2 separate regions of the Ovis aries genome follow, and region 2 is linked to region 1. The links are chromatin contacts, called in public Hi-C maps. All regions are on one chromosome and are shown on one strand. Each heading gives the region's core, a stretch centred on a gene start, on an enhancer-like site or on the middle of the called end of the contact. The rest is flanking DNA. Distances are from core to core; before and after follow the strand shown.

Region 1 (5,350 bases), core at 583-3,082:
AACACGTGTATACCTGTGGTGGATACATGTTGATGTATGGCAAAACCAATACAACATTGTAATTAAACTCCAATTAAAATAAATAAATTTATATTAAAAAAAAAGACGGTACCCTGCAAATTAACTACCTCTGTGGCCCAGAACAAGTCAATTAGCAAGTTTCAGTTTCATTACTGATAAAAATAGGGAGATCTATAGATAATACCAGTGGGAGTTCTCTGTTTATGTAAAGAATGATTATTTCATACCTATGTCAATGTTTAAGTAGGCATTTTATAAATTTTTAAATTAAATACTTTGAAATTCTTCTTTCCAATGAAGCCTGCTGAATGTCAGAGACCTGTGTTGAAGGTAGAGACCAAATTAAACAGCAGGAGCCTCTTTCTGGACATATCACAGCTCCAGTGATTATCTCAGCAATGTGGAAATTGGCAGGGATGGTTATCACAGTGGAAGGGAGTAGGACTCGTCCACAGTCTTATTTGGATTGATTTTGTAGACAGAAGGACATTCCAAAGGCCAGTCTCACTCTGTGTTTTAACTGAGAACTGGGATGAAGTAAAACAAACTATTAATTTAAACAGGTGCTGGAGAAGACACTTGAGAGTCCTTTGTATAGCAAGGAGATCAAACCAGTCCATCCTAAAGGAAACCAACCCTGGATATTCACTGGAAGGACTGATGCTGAAACTGAAGCTCCAGTACTTTGGCCAGCTGATGGGAAAAGCCAGCTCATTCGAAAAGGCCCTGATGCTGGGAAAGATTGAGGGCAGGAGAAGAAGGGGGCGTCAGAGGATGAGATGGCTGGATGGCCTCACCGACTCAATGGACATGAGCCTGAGCAAACTCCGAGAGATACTGATAGACAGGGAAGCCTGGAGTGCTGCAGTCCATGGAGTTACAAAGAGTCAGACATGACTTAACTACTGAATAACAACAAAAAGTTTGAGACATCCTTAGTCACTTTTATCCTTCAGGCTCTCTTACAAACATGAATTTTCAGAAACAGGTGAAAGCAATGAGTTCACTCATGGGTGGGAAGCAGGGGGCTCACTAACAGGAGAAAGGCAGAGGCTACTTCATGACTTAGATGGGAACAAAGGGGCCTAGAAAAGTCTACCACCTTCAATGGAACTTACAAGAGGGATTGAGTGGGGGTTAGCCCCAAGACTGTTCCCAGGTAACCTGAGCTGAAATTTGACCAAGAATTACTAAACCTCACCCAGAAGCAGTAAAGCTACAAGGATGGGAAGTGAACAGGCGCTTTGTTTTAGAGCGACAGCAAGGCGGCCTCCAACACCAGGCCGGGGCACGCTGGCCCGGCTTCAGGGCGGCTCCCATCAGCTAGAGCTGCGGCCACACCTCCCCGGCCTTGCGAGCCTCAGGCTCGCTGCTGACCAGGTGGAACTCCAGTTTATTGTGCTGTGCACAGCACTTTTCTTCAGTGATGAAAGACACCTTCATAGCAACTGAGTGGCTAAGGATGAAGAAATACACCAACAAAGCAGATTACTGACTGATAATGAAACCCTCTGTCTCGTTTGTAAAACAAACAAACAAACAAATCTCTAAACAAGGGTTGGCTAAAGATGGACGTGTGCTTTTTTGCCGCCGCAAGCAAAGAATCTTCAATTCTCTTCCCCCCTCCCTATGCATATGTGGAACTCTTCCAGGGACACGTCCTTGGGTGGTGGCTGAGGGAGGGGATCGGTGGGGGGACAGCTGGCATGAGACACAGAGACTGGGAACAAGTTCACAGTGTTCATCTCTAGGGACCCACAGAATAATTGAGAATTGGCTCTTTCATCTCTGGCCTCTGCTCAGCTTTTTTTTGCTGCCCCTGAGCCTCTGCTGTCCCCAAGTGGCCGTCTGGATCACTTAGCCAGCCGTTGAGATGCTATGTGCGCAGATAAAAGTTTGCCAATGCTCCCTGTTAATAGGGCTGTATCGTGTACTCTTCATCTAAGCCTAAATTTACAAAGCAGCCCACGGTGGGGGAGTGAGGTGATCAGACATGCGGTATCAGTCAGTCTGATTCGGTTTCAAGTCCTGGTGCCAACATCTATGAGCAACATGGCCGCAGGATCCCTCCACCCGGCATCCCTGACCCCAACATTGTTCAGCCCATGGTGTTCAGCTCCAGCTTCTCTTCAGCCAGCATTCCCACGCCAAAGCATCTCAGCCTTACCATCTCAGCCCCAGCTGCTCCCATACCGGTACCCACACAGGTGACGAAACGACCTAATACTGCTTTGACTTCTGGGGAAGGTTGCAAAGCTGAGGAGTCAGAGACACAGATTGAAGTCAGATGTGGTGGAACCACACCCTGGCTCTGCTGTGTACAACCCTGTGCCCCTCCTTAAAGGCTGGAACCACTTGAGTGCCAGCTTTCTATATAAAACGGGAGTTCAAACACTAATCCAGCAAAATGCACGCAGCATTTGGCATATGATCATGGAGCGGTCACTCCGTGAAAGGCAGCAATTGTTGGTAACAGTGTGTAGATAATCTTTGAAGAAAGAATTGTGAAAATCTGATTTTCTGCAAAATTTCAACCTAAGAAACAGCACTATCTAAATACTTGAACCACCAAGTAAGTTGCTCATGAAAGTATAAGAAATCAAAGTGCTCAATGGTGATGATGCAAAAAAAACCTCTCATAAACTCAATGACACTTGTTAGCAGTATTTTCCTGATCTATTTATTATAAGCTGTGTTATTCCAATTCATTATTCAGCACCTGAGTATAAAAGTAAACCATGTCATCATGGCTGATACTAGTTAGTAGAAAACCTTGTGACAGCTTCATGATATTTCAATGAGTATACTTGTTGATAAACCCAAGATTTATTCTGCCCAAATAGAAAGACATATTTATCTTCACGAGCATCTCATTTTTCAGAAAGTACCAATCAGCTGAGTGACTCATTTCAAGCTGTCCACTGGGGAAGCAAATATGCCCAGGAAACGAGCAGTAAAAGTCAATCTTGAACAGAAAACTTCATTCCTTAATCAGAGATGCAGGTCAGATGGAAGAATGGGTGAAGAACAAGGGGGAACCGAACAAAACCGAAAGCTGTGTGGTGTGGAGAGGAATACAGTGCCTGGAGCTGATGACTGGGTGAGACAAGTGGTTGCAAAGCCCGTTTTCTCTTTGGAAAGACCTCCTGAGTTCAGTACCGCCACTGGATGGCTGGGATGGGTCGTTTCAGCTCGCCAAGTGCATGTTCAGTGCTCATCAGCGTGCCGGGGGTCAGCACCCCTCATCCCAACCCAGGCTGGCCGTCCCTGTCCGACAAAAGGAGGCTTCAGGGATTCCATTTGTAAATAGATGGACAGAATCAGATGCTGTTTCAGGGCTCACACTGGGATACTGCTAAGACAGTCGTAAAGAACTGTCGGACGCCATTCCCTGCCCTCAGGGAGCTTACAGTCTAGATGGGAACTAGCTGAAAGCCCGTGCTGTGCCAGGATAGTGACCAGGTAAGCTTGTTTATCTTTTTTTTTTTTTTTTTTTAAAGAACACTAAATCAGTGGGCTGAGCCCAGGGTGCATGGGGCTTCTGAGCCACATGAAGAGTGGCCCAGCAAGTGGTGAGCACTGAAGGAGGTTAAGGCAGGGTTCTCCCTGCGCTTGCTCCCTTCCTTTGTCTCAGGTCCCTGTCAGGAACCCTGCCAATGCACCTCTCCTCCAGATGCAGCGCTTAAGCTAAGATTAACAGGATATCAATGCAAACCGAGCTGCTGCGAAGCTTTTTACCATAAAGCATCTTCCCATTTCTAAAAAAAAAAGAAAGAAAGAAAGAAACCTGCGGCTTAAAACTTAAGCTATTCCATTAATTCCCCAGGGGTAAGTCTCTGTGACTTATTTCATCAACCTGAAAATTCAACTCATAACAAATGAAGAGTAAAAACTTTAATTCCGTAAGAACAGAAGAATTTCGGCCTTTTAAAAGAGAGCGCTCTATCAACCCAAGTAGGAATTGTCACATGTAGTTTTATCAAAATTTGCTTGTACTACATGAGAGCTTTATCACTGAATGACAATTCGAAACACACCAGAGACACAGTTCCATGAAACGACCAATGATTACAGAATGCTGAAAATATTGTTGCTAATTCTTCCTTTTCTCTATGTTCTGTGTCTGTGGGGTGGGTGTGGGGGAAGATGAGAAGCTGGGCATCCACCCCAGGGAGCCTGGAGATAAGCCCATTCTTTTAATGCACAAATTTTGTTGATGTGCCTAACTATAAAGATTAGGTTTGCCTGCATATGACAGAAAACCCTAAATAATACTGGCTTAGGTAAGACAGATGTTTATTCTTTCTTCTGTCAGGAGGCAATCTGACTATTATGAAGTGCAAGAGCTCCAAAAGTCACTGGATAACTGGACTTCTCATTCTTTGGTACTTCACTTTCTTGCCTGTGTCTTCCACTGGGAGATTACCTCATAGCCCAGTGTGGCTGCTGCAACCCCAGCCTTCTCATCTGAGTTCCAGGCTGCAGCAAAGGAAGGAAGGACAAGAGATCTGCCCTCCCCAACTGAATGCCACACAACACTTCTCTGCCGCTGGCCATAACTTACTCAACAGGCCCACACCAAAGCTGCAGGGGTGGCTGTGAATCTTGTCTTGCTTCTGAGGGCAGTGTCCTGAACAAAATAACAGCTTAGTCACTGAGAAAGAGGGATAATGGATGCTTCCAGCATCTGGCAGCCCCTGCCTCAGTGTGTGGGTGGACACATGGAGACCACCCTCACGCTGGCAGCAGACACACCGTCACGTGGTCTCTCTGTCTCCATGCTCGCACCTGTCCCTCCTGGATCAGCCCTGCCTACTCTCGGTCCTCTCTTCTTTCCTGGTCCTGGAAACCTCTCACGCCAATGCCCCCTGCTCGGTCTTGAGTCCGGTCTCCCTTTCCCCTCCTGTAGTTTCCACGTGACTTTCATTCCTTCTCTTCTTCTCTGTCCTGGGACTCCTGGAGCGGGTTACCACTGCCCTCCCCCAGGGGCTCTTCCCGACCCAGGGACTGCAGCCATGCCTCTCGCGTCTCTTCCACTGACAGGCGGGCTCTTCGCCACCAGTGTGGCCTGGGAAGCCCTGCAGGTTTGCTGCTCACGTTCAAAGCCTTTACTCAGGCTCTTCCTCACCCTAGACAGCGCTTTTCCCATCTGCCCAGCGTTTGAAGTCGAGGTGAAACGTTTTACAGTCTTCCCTCGTATCTAAAGCCAGCCTCCAACAGCATTCCGCCTACGTTACTTGCAACCTCATACAAGCTGTCCCCTGAACCTGACTGCAGTCTACTTGAGGACAGGAGCTTTGTCCCAGTTTCTCCTCCCCCACTTCCTCCT
Region 2 (5,608 bases), core at 2,611-5,110, 880 kb before region 1:
TCCCAACCCCGCAGACCAACTAAGAGAACGCCCGGGCACCCAAGATTAAAAATAGGATGTTGCCACCGGGTGCCTGGCCGGCTGGCAGAGACACAGGACCTTGGGATAACCTGGAGCCCTGCCAGTCGGCTGTCCTCGCGCTTGGCCACCCCCCGGGAAGGGGAGGGGGTGGAGGTTTACAAGGAGTCCTGCCAGGAAAGGGCTGGGAGCAGGGGAAGGGTGGAGAAATGGTTTTCCTGTGAGTCAAGGGACAACAGCTGTCACCACGGAGGCAGAGGAGGTCGGAACACTGGGTCCAACCCCTCAGAGGAGCCGTGGCAGCTGAGTCAAAACAAGCAGTCAGAAACTTGAGGCCCTTAAAAATACAGTAATTCATGCGACATCAAAGCAGTGATTAGCACAGCTTCCTGGCTGTCTCCCTCTGTTTATTTATAGCACATTACACATTTTAATGCTATTTTCATAAGGTGCTTCAGCTGCTGTGGTGCCATATTTGGGACCAAGTGCCTCAGAAGTGCTACAATTAACAGCACCCCAGGCCCAGCCACACAGGAGCCCAGTGTCAATCCCAATGACAACAGCCTCCCAAGAGGAGGCATGGAAGAGAAAGTGTCCCAAGGCTCCCAGTGCCCTGTGAAGCTGGCTGGACGACAGGATGGAAGGGGGCGCAGAGGAGAGGGGAGGGGAGGAGAGCGCAACCGCCAAGTTCGTCTGGATGAGTCCTGTGGGGAGGATGGTCAGCCCTCAAGCCTTTATGCAGAGCCTGCTTTTATTAGGGCACAGAACCTGGCCCTTTGAGGGTGGAGTTGTTCACTGAACTCTGGAGTCCACCCCCCTTGCCCCTCCCCAAACTAGCTCTATTTTAAACGCATTTGAGTTTGTATCAAGGTCAAGGATGAGAGGAGGAAGGAAAAGAGAAAAGTCACAGGAAACATTCTCATTCCTCCCAGGAACTTTCTTTGACCAAAGGTGGATCATTTAGGAAACAGAACCATCCCATTTCATATCAAATAGACAAGATGCACTCTTCTTGCAGATAAATTTAGTATCAGTGTCTCCAAGTCTGACTGCGCTTTACGATTAGTCCCCTTGAAAAATGCAAGTGGGCGAATTTGTGCCATGGGAAAAATATGTCATCTCTGCATCCAGAGATAAAACAGGTGGGGGAAAATAACAGGGGGTCAGGAGAACTAAAAAGCCTCTTGATGAAAGTGAGAGAGGAGAGTTAAAAAGTTGGCTTAAAGCTCAACATTCAGAAAACTAAGATCATGGCATTTGGTCCCATCACTTCATGGCAAATAGATGGGGAAACAGTGGAAACAGTGGAAACAGTGTCAGACTATTTTTTGGGGTTCCAAAATCACTGCAGATGATGACTGCAGCCATGAAATTAAAAGACACTTACTCCTTGGAAGGAATGTTATGACCAACCTAGATAGCATATTCAAAAGCAGAGACATTACTTTGCCAACAAAGGTCCGTCTAGTCAAGGCTATGGTTTTTCCAGTAGTCGTGTATGGATGTGAGAGTTGGACTGTGAAGAAAGCTGAGCACCGAAGAACTGATGCTTTTGAAGTGTGGTGTTGGAGAAGACTCTTGAGAGTCCCTTGGACTGCAAAGAGATTCAACCAGTCCATTCTAAAGGATATCAGTCCTGGGTGTTCTTTGGATGGAATGATCCTAAAGCTGAAACTCTGGTACTTTGGCCACCTCATGCAAAGAGTTGACTCGTTGGAAAAGACTCTGATGCTGGGAGGGACTGGGGACAAGAGAAGAAGAGGACGACAGAGGATAAGATGGCTGGATGGCATCAGCAACTTGATGGACGTGAGTGTGAGTGAACTCTGGGAGTTGGTGGTGGACAGGGAAACCTGGCATGCTGTGATTCATGGGGTTGCAAAGAGTCAGACATGACTGAGCGACTGAACTGAACTGAGGAGATTAAAGGGAAAAGACACAGCCCGCAATGGCCCTGTGATGAACACGTGCCCCTGAATCATCAAGACCCAGCCACGTGGGAGCCCACGATTTGAGAGGCTGTTTTCAGACAGATGGATGTTCAACACCATATCATCACAGCACCAAATTCAGGGTCACAGTTTCTATTGGAAGCATTGATTCCCTTGTCAATTCATTTAATGTGTATGAAATGTCAGATATCAGCAAGCTTCCAAAATCATCAGTGTCTGTTTTTTTCCACCCAACCATTGGCAGCTGGCTTCCTCGCTTTTAAGCTTGAGACCACTGCCCATTGGCCCTTGTCTGGGTTGGGACATCTTTAGGACCCTTGGATCCATCTGAGAGCTGGTCTCCCACAAAAGTTTCCGAGACCACCGCCAACATTCTCGGATGCACACCTGTCCTCTAGGAACTGAGCTTGAGCCTGAAATGCAGCTTACACAGGCCACTTAAGGGCCGTCCCAAGATAACTCGGGTCGGAATTTATCCAGCCCCCTACAAATAAAGCACATCCCATGACTCCACTGCGGAGGCATCCGCTGTTCCAGAGCCTCTTATTTCTAACAGTTGCATCAGCCGTAAACACGCACCGCAAGCTGGTGCTTGGTAAGTAAGATCTCAGCAGATAGCAATGTCTTTCTCTATAGTTCTAAAACTAAATCGGTTTGACTTTGGCACACTCTTGAAGCATTCCCTTCCCAAGACAAAAGCTCAGGGAAGTGTACATTTACCATGCTTTCCTAATCCTCCTAATAGCAGCTAACGTTTATGGAGTGTCAGGATGGACTGTTCCCAGCAGGGCCCCCGTCTTAGCTCAGTTCATCCTCAGAGATGCTCTCAGGTGGGTACCTCACACAGATGCAGTCCCCGAAGGACAGTGGTCCAGGCAGCGCAAGAGCAGGCATTGCCCACCCTGTGTCCAGCGCCCCCCACAAGCCCCTTAACCCAGTGGAGGGCCCAGAGGTCATGTCTTTGTGAGTGAGGGCATGTCCCTGCTTCTTTGATAACAGCAACCGCGTTCAAGAGAAAAAGTGAAAATAAGTCATTCTGCTGCTGCTGCTGCTGCTAAGTTGCTTCAGTTGTGTCTGACCCTGTGCAGCCCACCAGGCTCCCCCTGTCTCTGGGATTCTCCAGGCAAGAACACTGGAGTGGGTTGCCATTTCCTTCTCCAATGCATGAAATTGAAAAGTGAAAGTGAAGTTGCTCAATCGTGTCTGACTCTTCGAGACCCCATGGACTGCAGCCCACCAGGCTCCTCCGTCCATGGGATTTCCCAGGTAAGAGTACTGGAGTGGGTTGCCATTGCCTTCTCCAAAGTCATTTCTAATTCTCAGTAAAAGTAAGGCAGGTCCAGAGCTATGGTATCCTTGTTCAGTCTGGGGATTATTATGGTTGCTTCTGTCATCTTGGCCTGTTTCACTGGTAGTGCTGTTTCTTACGGTCATTGGAGAGCTACGAGGGTGAAAATCTGTTCCCCGACATTAACGTAAGATTCAAACCAAGATGTCAAAGACCAGAGCCGGGGAGGGTATGGGCACCCGTTCCAGTCCCGGAGTTAAGGCATCTGTTCCTCACCTTCTGTGTCCAGACACCACATCAAGCCAAGAAACACCGACGACAGTCTGGAAAACAAGAGACCAGGGTGAGCTCCCTGTTGGGAGGTCTGACTTCCAGACGGAGACGTAGAAGGCATTTTCTCCCAGACAGCGGAGCTCACGGGCAGCCCGTGGTGCATCAGGCTGATGGGATGAAGGATGCCAGTGTGTGGGGGGGCACCCCCAGGACCCCTGGACTGTGGGGTTCTAGAGAAACCAGGATGATTTGAGGTCTTAAACACTCTGCCTGGTATTAGGAAGCACCATTCTGGATGGGGCTCCACCTGCCACCAGGGGGAGCCTGGGTTCTGGGTGTGCCCGCGTTCTTAAGGTCCCAGGACCTGGACAGAGTGAACTGCCCCACAGCTGTTGTCACACCCTCACACCTTCACACACGGCCGAGCCAACTCCGGATCATCTTTATGTGACCTGGAGACAGATGTCCCCGGAAAGGATCCAGGCTCCATCTTGAATAACCTGCCCCCAGGTGCAGGGTGGCCAGAGCGGCCCCTGGAAATTTGTTAGCAGAAGCAGGGACCTCAGAAGTCACGTGGCTCAGCCCCTCTGGCCCCTGGCCTCAGCTTACTGCATTCTCTAAGGGAGCACTTCCTTAATTATTATGTATTATAATGCATTATACCCACCTCTTCAGTCAAAGAAAAGCATAACGTGAACTCAAGACCCAGATTGACAGTATTGACCCATCAGGCCCCTAATGAGTCATGCTTCTGCCTGCCGATGTGGCAGGAGCCCCCCTCCCCCGCCCCCACCAAGAGAAAGACAAAAATTCCCACTGTCCTTGACAGACAGCATCAATTTCCGGAGCCGGCATATTCTTCCCTGGCAGATTTAGGACACCAAAGAAAACAATGGCCCCTGATAGTACCTCGGGGGGATGGGGGCAAGGGGGGACAAAACCCCTGCCCTCCCCAGGGTTTTCATAATGATACCTCGACGCTTATGCTACCCTGACCGCACGGGTCTACTGGGTCTGTGTGTATGGACGCATCAGCCCAAGCACACAACAGAAAAACAAGCCGGTTGTCCGCCCTTCCCCGCCCTCTGCAGGAATTTGGCTGGAGATGAAGGTTTGATCTTTTAGTAATAACATTCTCAGTGTCCAGCTGCGTGCAGCCAAGGGAAATAAACACATCAGCTTCTGAACCTGGTCGTGCAGTGGATTGACATGGCCGCTGACAAAGGATTAACCTCTTGTTGCCTCGGGGCCCTGCCCCACAAAAGATGACCTATATTTTCAACCCAAACAGCTTCTCTGCGTTAATACTTAATGGCCGCAGAGCGCAGGGTAACCACGCGGGTGTTTTGCCAAGGTCACCCTCTTTCACAATCGGTGCTCTTTTGGTTCTAAGTGTGCTTCCAGCGTGCACAGTTGCATGGAAATTAAATACCCCTTGAAGGGGAAGTAGAAGAATGGTGTCTACACAGAGGAAATCCAGTGTCACAGACCAGGCCTTCAGGGGGCCTTGGAGAGTCTGAGGAGGCAAATACTCTGAGCCATGGTTCGAATGTACCGGTTCTGCCTTCCTGCTAATGTACCAGTTCTAGCCCAACAGTGCAATTGCTATTGTAGTTCTGTTTAGGGTCACTTTAGGTCCTGTGGCCTCAGTCTTTCACCTAAATTATTTCAGAAATAATTTAGGATTGAGTGTCTCCAGCACAGCCCTCAAACTATTGTTGTTGTTGAGTTACTAAGTCATGTCTGACCCTTTGCGACCCCATGGACTGTAACCTGCCAGACACCTCCGTCCATGAGATTTCCCAGGCAAGAATACTGGAGTGGGTTGCTATTTCCTCCTTCAGGATATCTTCCTGACCCAGAGATCGAACCTGCATCTCCTGAATTGGCAGGCAGATTCTTTACCTTTGAGCCGCCAGGGAAACCCCCCTCCAAATGATATGCTACCCTAGGAAATGACCTGGAGGCAAGTAGAGAGGAACAGTTTACCTCCGGAGTCACATCTTTCCCCTGACGTCTTGGGAGAGTTTGACTAAAACTGCCTAGGACCGTGGCTCTTTAATAGGATTGGAATGAA

The links. A called contact is a pair of places that touch in the nucleus more often than the background predicts.
Region 2: a contact with region 1 is called in a Hi-C map of hypothalamus, with 3 times the contacts expected there. The contact joins two enhancer-like sites. A contact is called at or near these places in 2 of 16 Hi-C or Micro-C datasets (hypothalamus and tail adipose tissue).

What each region holds. Positions count from the first base shown.
Region 1 is chr8:86,336,748-86,342,097 of ARS-UI_Ramb_v3.0, reverse strand. The region is part of intron 4 of PACRG (parkin coregulated); the gene reads right to left. Among named protein-coding and RNA genes, the nearest start is that of QKI, 230 kb to the left of the region's middle. Within about 2 kb of position 1,832, at least 10 of the 54 cell types and tissues checked have an H3K27ac peak or open chromatin away from gene starts, as enhancers often do. A contact at or near this core is called in hypothalamus, where this site is marked.
Region 2 is chr8:87,218,318-87,223,925 of ARS-UI_Ramb_v3.0, reverse strand. No RefSeq gene overlaps it. Among named protein-coding and RNA genes, the nearest start is that of QKI, 660 kb to the right of the region's middle. Within about 2 kb of position 3,860, at least 10 of the 54 cell types and tissues checked have an H3K27ac peak or open chromatin away from gene starts, as enhancers often do. A contact at or near this core is called in hypothalamus, where this site is marked.